2 separate regions of the Hordeum vulgare genome follow, and region 1 is linked to region 2. The links are chromatin contacts, called in public Hi-C maps. All regions are on one chromosome and are shown on one strand. Each heading gives the region's core, a stretch centred on a gene start, on an enhancer-like site or on the middle of the called end of the contact. The rest is flanking DNA. Distances are from core to core; before and after follow the strand shown. Region 1 holds the start of LOC123444983 (calcium-dependent protein kinase 3). Region 2 holds the start of LOC123444981 (serine/threonine-protein kinase PRP4 homolog).

Region 1 (4,271 bases), core at 1,088-3,587, 230 kb before region 2:
AGCAAGAAACTAAGATCGCAATTTGGAAATTGCGAATATAAGAGGAAATCTTTATTGATGAAAGCGGGGTTCTGTGAAGCCTTTGTTTGGTCGTGGAACTCAAAATAAGGTGGTGGAGCACCTATAATAGCCTATGGACGAAATTTATAAAGCGACGAATATTTCGTCCAAGCCTTCATGCTCTCCTTATGGTGGCTTCAAAGTGCAAAAATCATCAGTGGAAGCTCTATTCTTCTTTCCCGCACGTGGACCTTTTTTCTTCATGCTTGATCCCACTCCAACGGATATCCTTTTTGTCCATGTCAGGTCCTTCATTCACAAGTACAACAAAGATATCTAACTTAGACAACATTATATGTACATGAACATTAGAAGGATTTCCAAGAAACGAAAGTACGTGATAATTCAATTGACGTGCGCGAGCTCTAGTAACTGGTTCATTATGTATAGCAACTGAGGTTGTAGGTGTAACCATGGTATTGATGTCCTTCATCAACACAAGTTTTTTTATTCCATAACGATAGAGTTAGAGTCGCGAGGCAAAAGAAGATCCTCGATAAACGAGCTAGGGTGTTGACGCTAACAATCTTAGTCGCTTTATGTAAAAAAAGAAATCTTAGTCGCTTTATAATATTTGTACCTATCACACAATAAATTTAAATACTCACGAGAGAAGAATAAATGTTACCTCCAAATCACCGGTATCCTAGCTTAATGATAAGCTGATTTCACGAATCAATAACATCGCCAATGCTTAACGACATGATGATTTCATGAACTGATATCTTGATTACATATCGAAATATTCCCGTGCAAGAACCCCGCAAAAAAAAACTCGTGCACCAGTCTTCATCCTCCATAAATCAAATGCACAATTGCTTTGTCATGTCTCGTTCAATCCAACAATTTTTCAAAAAGGCCACTGCACTGTACTCTAGCTTTCTTGTTTCAGTTCTTGGTACCCCCTAAGAAATATAAACGTCAGTCTCCCTACACAAGTTTGAAAGCCAAATTTGCGTGGAAAGCCAGTCTCCCTACACAAGTTTGAAAGTCAAATTTATAGTTCCAGTTTCAGATAAGTTTTCAAAACAATGCCTCATATTTTTCGACGAACTACGTGCGAATGCTTGATTTTGATACAAACGTTGGATGGAACGTACGTTGTGTGCGTGCAACGACATATCTTGAGGAAGAAAAGAGAAAAGGAGTGACGCCCTGACATTTCAAACACCATTTTTCACGCGCAGGAGCACGTGCTCCCGGAGCCAAATTGTATTTCCGTGTATGGGGTGTTTTACTTTATCGTTTACATGACCTTTTTTTCATCACATTCGTCGTCACACTACCAATGATCCGACTATGGTAGGATGTTTTGTGGTAGGGTAAAAAACACGAGTCTCTTTCGATGCCAAAAGGACTTTTATTCCGTAATAATAGAGTTGCAGTTGAGTGGCAAAATATCCTGTATACACGGGGTAGGGTGTCTACACTAGCAATCTTAGTTGTTTGACAATATCTATACCCATCGGATAATTAATCTAAAATACTCGCAAATCACCGATAGCCTAACTTAATGATAAGCTGATTTCACGAATCAATATCATAGCCAATGCTTAATGACACGCCGATTTCACAAATTAATACCTAGATTACATATTAAAAATATTTTTCGCGCATTGGTCTTCATCCTCCGTAAATCCCATGCGCAGTCACTTTCTCATGTCTCGTTCAACCCAACAATGTCTTGAAAAGCCCACTGCAATGTACTCTAGCTACCTCGTTTCAGTTCTTATTAGTATATCACATTTGCTTGAAAAGCCAGTATACAAGCTCGAAAGCCAAATTTGGAGTTTCAGTTCCAGGTAAGATCCCAAAACAATGTATTCCCTCCTATTCATATCACCTTTCGTTGTCTTACTACAACATTATAGCACCAAATATGACAGGAGTATTATAGTTTCTTTTGCTAAATATACACTTCATATGCTTGATTTTGATACAAACAACGTTGGATGGAAAGTATGGAACACACATTGCGTGTGTGCATCGGCAAACCCCGCAAATCTTCATCAGGAAGAAAAGAGAAAAGGAGTGACGCCATCCCCCTCCACTCTCTCGCCGCGGGCGCAGTCAAAAACTCCCCACCCCCACCCCCACCCCCACCCCCACACCGCGTAACCGCAAGCCGCACCCGGAAACGGACCCAGACGCGGGAAGGCCCCACCGGTCATGCACACGCACGCACGCACGTCCAAAGTCGAAACCACCCCCGCCGCTCCGCCCTCGTCGGCGTACGCGATAAAGGAGGAGAAGCTGCCGGCCGCCCCCTCCATCGCTACGCGTCCCCCGCCATACCGTTACCCGGCGACACACCCAGACCCAGTTACTGCTCCTCTACCCCCCTCCCTGTCTGCCTGCCCGCCTCTGCCTCCCTCCGCGTGTAGGCTCGCTCTGGTGGCAGAGTAGACTAGAGGAGAGCGCCCTTCTCCCCCCCACCCCCCACCCCCAGCGCCCCAGCCGGGCAATGCCGTGCTGCAAACCCTAGGCCCCCGCCCGCCCGCTGACCCCCGCGCGCGGCCATGGGCAACTGCTGCCGCTCGCCGGCCGCCGCCGCGCGGGAGGACGTCAAGTCCTCTCATTTCCCCGCGTCCGCCGCCGCCAAGAAGAAGAAGAACAAGCCGCACCAGCCCCGGAGCGGCGCCGCGGGTGGCAACGGCGGAGGGGGAGGAGGGCAGAAGCGGCTGGCCGTGCTGGGCGAGGAGGGGTGCGACTTCATCGGCGGGATCGACGACAAGTACCTGCTGGACCGGGAGCTGGGCCGCGGCGAGTTCGGGGTCACGTACCTGTGCGTCGACCGGGACACCAGGGAGCAGCTCGCCTGCAAGTCCATCTCCAAGCGCAAGCTGCGCACCCCCGTCGACGTGGAGGACGTGCGCCGGGAGGTGGCCATCATGCGCCACCTGCCCCGGAGCCACAGCATCGTGGCGCTGCGGGAGGCGTGCGAGGACGAGGGCGCCGTGCACCTCGTCATGGAGCTCTGCGAGGGCGGCGAGCTCTTCGACCGGATCGTCGCCAGGGGACACTACACGGAGCGCGCCGCCGCCAACGTCACCCGCACCATCGTCGAGGTCGTGCAGCTCTGCCACCGACACGGCGTCATCCACCGGGACCTCAAGCCAGAGAACTTCCTCTTCGCCAACAAGAAGGAGAACTCGCCGCTCAAGGCCATCGATTTCGGCCTCTCCATTTTCTTCAAGCCCGGTAAGCCCAGCCCCTGGAATCTTAGATCCGCTTCCCAATTTGGGCATTTCTGGAGGAATAAAAAAAAACGTGCCGGGATTTATGGGTTTAATGGGCTCTCTTAGGTGAAGTGCTGGTAACGGACATCACTGTAGCTGAATGCGGTTGCTTGGTTTCTCTTCCATTCATAGCTTAGGATTCTCGGAAGGAATTTTGGTAGGCTAGTGAACGGAACTGCAGCTAGGCTGTGGTCTAGGTACCAGAATTTGAAGGCAAGAAGCCAGCCAGGCGGATAATGTATATGCATCACCTTTACTGCGGTATTAGGATAGAATTACTGGTCTTGCACAGAACATTAGTTAAATGGCGACTCGTTGTACCCTTGATATGGTATTATTAGGAGCAAATGCTGACCTTTCATGGAGTAGCAGTTCAATGTCAAACTTGTATGCAATTGCGTCAGCTTCGATTGTTTGGTTTGCTGAACATTGCGTTGCAGGTTCTGCATTTGGTATTTCAGGTCCAAGATCTAGGTTGTTTCTAGTGTCAACCTACTACTAGGAATTGGAAGAAGCAGTGGTGGAACGTCAGTTGTTGCTAAATTTAGTCATTTTGCACTGAATACATTCAGTTCTTCAGTGCGAGATGAGCCTAGTGGGCTGTATTTCAGGAGAAATGATATAGCGCTGAAATCATTATGGTTTAAGAGGGGATGCTGGATGTATATACTTTGGGAAATAACACTTCATAATGCAGCTTGCAGTAGTTGCTTGCTTGTTTGCTGTGATGATAGTTCATTGATACCATACTGACATGGTCTGAGAGCATGACTTAATGGAGAGAGGATTTAGGACAAGGGGATGGAAAGTGTATCTTCCATTTTACTTAATTTTGGAGATACAATCCTGTCCTGTATGTGGAGAATGCGTAGCAACCAAATCCTATGAAAAAATGTAAGGAGGTACTCTTCACATGAGCAGTTCGTCCCGACAGTGACACTTAAACACAAGTAGTGATTATAGCTTATTAAG
Region 2 (4,019 bases), core at 62-2,561:
ATATCTGGAATAAACTAGATAAACATATTAGTTTAAAAGATTATGTATGTTGTCATGAATTACCAAAACCATCAAGGGAGCACATGTGCTTTCAGGAGCATGGGGCGGTGACGATGAGGCGCGGGGCGGCGGCGGTGGATCGCTGGAGGGAACGTGGTGGTTGAACAACACGGACGCGGCGCGTGATTTATGAAGCACGATGGCCGACACACGCCAAAATTAAGGCGCGACCTCGTGCTTTTCCCCGCGCGCAATTTTTTAGCGCGTCGTGGTGTCGTGCGTTCGCTGAAGCCTGTCGCACGGTCATTCATATGTGAAGATAGCATTTTTGATCCCGTGTATCAATAAGTTTAGCTGGTTGTAATGGGAGTATCATAAGTAGTAACATGCATGCCAACTAGGCATATTTGATGAGGTGACATGAAATTAAATGAAGAAAGAGAGGGTTGAGTATCATATTATGATACCGTATCATATTAAATGTTGTGCTACTATGTGTCATGCATGACAATAAATGAACCGTTCTACTCCCTCCGTCCGGAAATACTTGTCCTAAAGATGAATGTATCTAGACTTATTTAAGTTATAGATACATCCATTATATCCATTTCTAGGACAAGTATTTCCGAACGGAGGGAGTATGATACTAGCACATGATACTATGCATTACGGATTTAGTATCATACACTAGTATCATATGCATGATACTAGTATATGATACTCCCTCCTTTCCGGTTTATAGGGCTCAAATCTGAAATCTCATCAATCAAGGTGACTTTTTTTTTGACAACATCAACCAAGGTGACTCGTGAGTGGATGACACTAGTTTTAACTAGCCAATCAAATACTTCTCACATATTCAATTTCCAAGGCAATAAATGTAGCATCCTCCTTCTCATTTGACTTGCATGATGGATGTAGAAAACGATGCATGCATAGACACTCATCTTCTTTCTCTAAACTCTATGAATTAAATTTAACGTGTGACTCAAAGCACTTTAACTCAATTAGACTCAAAATAAGCCTAATATAATGAAAATCTGAATTTTTTAAGATGAGCCTTCTAAACGGAAAGGAGGAAGTACTCCCATTACAACCAGGCTAACGCGTCTCTTGGAGATGCTCCAAAGAGTAGTTTATCCAAAAGAAAAAAAGAAGCAGTACTTTATCCAAACAACCGCATCAGGTTTTTGTCAGTTGCTCGGGGGGAAACCCAAATCAGGCGAGCACTTGTATAAAATCACTCGACCAGAGGGGCTGAAACGCAATTAAGGCAGCCATTTATGCGTACGCACACGCGACCCCCGGGTGATCCCCTATGCGGCCTCGTGTTCTCCTCTCTCTTTCCTCTGACTTCTTCGCCTCCTCCTTCTCCAGTCCTCGCATCCTCCTCGTCCTCCCCTCCCCCCGCACTGACCCGACCCGACCTGAGTCGCTCGCTTCGCTTCCAAGTTCCAATGGCGGCGACGCAACTGCTTACCTCACGGCTTGCGCGACGCGCCTGAGCACCAACCCACCCGTCCTCGCCCGGGTCGCCCCGCGCCCCCGCGCGCCCCGGACGGAAAACACATGGCCGCGCCGGGCCTGGACGAGGTCATGGCCTTCCTCACCGAGCACGGCTTCGCCAGCACCGCCTCCGCCCTCCGGGACGACGTGCTGGGCCGCGCCGCGGACGGGGAGCCCGGGCCCGCCGCCGCATTAGATCCCCAGCTCCCGCCCCTCCGCATGTCGGCCTCCGGCGCCGGCGCCCCCCTGCCGCCGCCTGCGAGCCCCGGCTCCAGCTCCGGCTCGGCGTCCTCCTCCGCCTTCGTCAGCATGCGCTCATCGCCCTCAGGTACTCACGCCGTAAGTCCTTTTCCCGTTTCCGTTAAACCCCTCCTCCTGGCCCACCCTCTCTGTTCCCGACGCCGGCGGTTGCGTTTTGCCCCGCGAAATCTCGATCTCTGCGCCGGTATTTCGGTGGCTATGGCTGGCTTCGAGAAAAATTCGAAGCTTCTGGTTCAATCCAAATACTCCGTCTTGGACGATTTTCAAGAATTGAAATCGATCCTGGGGCCTGGGGGGCTGGTTAAACCCCTCCCTGGGTTCGGTTCATCAACAATGCCCGTCACAAAATTATACTCCTATCTCCCTGCCTAGCCGAGTGCTCTGTTCTCCAAAATCTAGGAGATTTTATCACAATTCTGGCCCAATAATTTGTTCTTTCTGTTTCTTGGATCAGGCCTACTGAACCCGTATGGGGTGTGGTCGTCGCGGCACTCGCTGTCGGACGCGTCGTCATCTGAGATGGAGTTCGGCACAGCACGCCAATACGACACCACCGACCTCTTCTTCCAGGAAGGATGGCTCTACGACGACCACATCTTCCATACCAAGCCGGGTGACAGAGACAAGGAGGAGGACAAGTTTGTTCTCGGCGCTCAGGGCAGCTCAGGACCGCCAGAAACGTTCGTGATTGGCCACGGCGACTACTGCCGGCATGAACACGCCGGCAATGACGGCTGTGAGGGGTGCGCCGAGGTGTACACCTGCTCGTCACCGCTCTGCGGTTGCTGTGCCGGGGGGCTCAAGAATTTTGAGGAGCTGGAGGTTGTCCGAAATTCTAGCTCTGCTGTGTATGGGAGGTACAAGATCATGGATGACCAGACAGAGATACTAGATGAGTGTGGCCTGGATGTGTTTCGGATGAAGGATGCTGTGCTTGAGTGCGATTTGCCGAGAGATTCTGGGCAGGTAGACGAGCGTTTGGAGCTGAATGTTGTGGAGAAAGAGCTTCAAATGCTCAGCTCATTTGATACTTATGATGATGCTGGAATTGCTGCAAGTAAGTATTTGTACTCCATGTTGGGAATTCTATGGTACTGATGTAAAATTTCTCATCGCAATCACCTGTACGAATTAACACAACTTGAAATTATTTACTGAATCTAATGTAGCGGGGAAGGGGAATAAATTACAACATTTAAAAGGTTGGCAACTGTCAAGATTTCTAGATTGAATTATAAAGACCTGAATCTCTGCTGTCATTCTGCAAATATACAAGGAAGGACAAAAATGCTATACTAGCCAGTGATAACCATTTTATGTAAACTTTTAGAGCCGCAAATAATCGAGGAGCAAATATGTTTTGTTGTCCAATACTTATAAATCATTAATCTATGGGTCATGTAGTGCATGTTATCCACTTAACTGTGTAAACCTTTTTCCTTTGTTTGCTTGCTGTTGTTTCAGTTCTAGTTTCAAATGCTTAACGTCTTGCATAGGTCCAGTACGGGTGCGCCATGTCACCGACAATGTTGAGTTGGATGCTGATGCTGAAAACAATCTGAAAAGCAGCGGTGAAAAAGAATATCTGAAAGAGAGTTATAGCTTGCATCCTTTCCCTGAGACTGATGATTATGATGACACCTACGAGTTTGGAGACGTTGGGCCTTTGAATACAGATTTTCGGAAATCTGCTACACTTATAGATGAGAAAGAAGATCCAGAGTCAAATATTGATCAGACCGTCTCTAATTTCCATCAAGAATACGAGGTATTTGAATTGAGAATTGTCCACCGCAAGAACAGGTTCACATCAAATCTTCTTTTTTTCCTTTCTTTGGTTGTTGTTAAAGAAATAATACATATGCTCATGTTGTATGCATCCATTGCAGAACTGGCTTTGAAGAAAACAAAGATTTTCCCATTGTCTTGAATTCAGTCATAGCAGGAAGATATTATGTTACTGAATATCTTGGCTCGGCTGCATTCAGCAAGGTTGTCCAAGCACATGATCTTCAGACAGGAACAGATATATGCCTAAAAATAATAAAAAATGATAAGGATTTCTTCGATCAGAGTTTGGATGAGATAAAATTGCTGAAGTTTGTGAATAAATACGATCCGTCAGATGAGCATCATGTACTGCGACTCTATGACTACTTCTATCATCAGGTATACTCACTTGAGCGAGGAGCAGTTGGCTAAGATACCCCTTTTCTGTTAACTCCATACTGCAAATTACTCCCTCTGCCCCA

The links. A called contact is a pair of places that touch in the nucleus more often than the background predicts.
Region 1: a Hi-C map of leaf shows a contact between it and region 2, with 3 times the contacts expected there. The contact joins the promoter of LOC123444983 here to the promoter of LOC123444981 in region 2. A contact is called at or near these places in 3 of 6 Hi-C or Micro-C datasets (leaf and seedling).

The regions. Positions count from the first base shown.
Region 1 is chr3H:553,731,720-553,735,990 of MorexV3_pseudomolecules_assembly, reverse strand. It overlaps LOC123444983 (calcium-dependent protein kinase 3), which reads left to right and starts at 2,337. Exons shown (of 7, transcript XM_045121890.1): 1 at 2,337-3,261. The coding sequence starts at 2,580.
Region 2 is chr3H:553,501,061-553,505,079 of MorexV3_pseudomolecules_assembly, reverse strand. It overlaps LOC123444981 (serine/threonine-protein kinase PRP4 homolog), which reads left to right and starts at 1,311. Exons shown (of 8, transcript XM_045121889.1): 1 at 1,311-1,834; 2 at 2,222-2,824; 3 at 3,264-3,570; 4 at 3,657-3,936. The coding sequence starts at 1,570.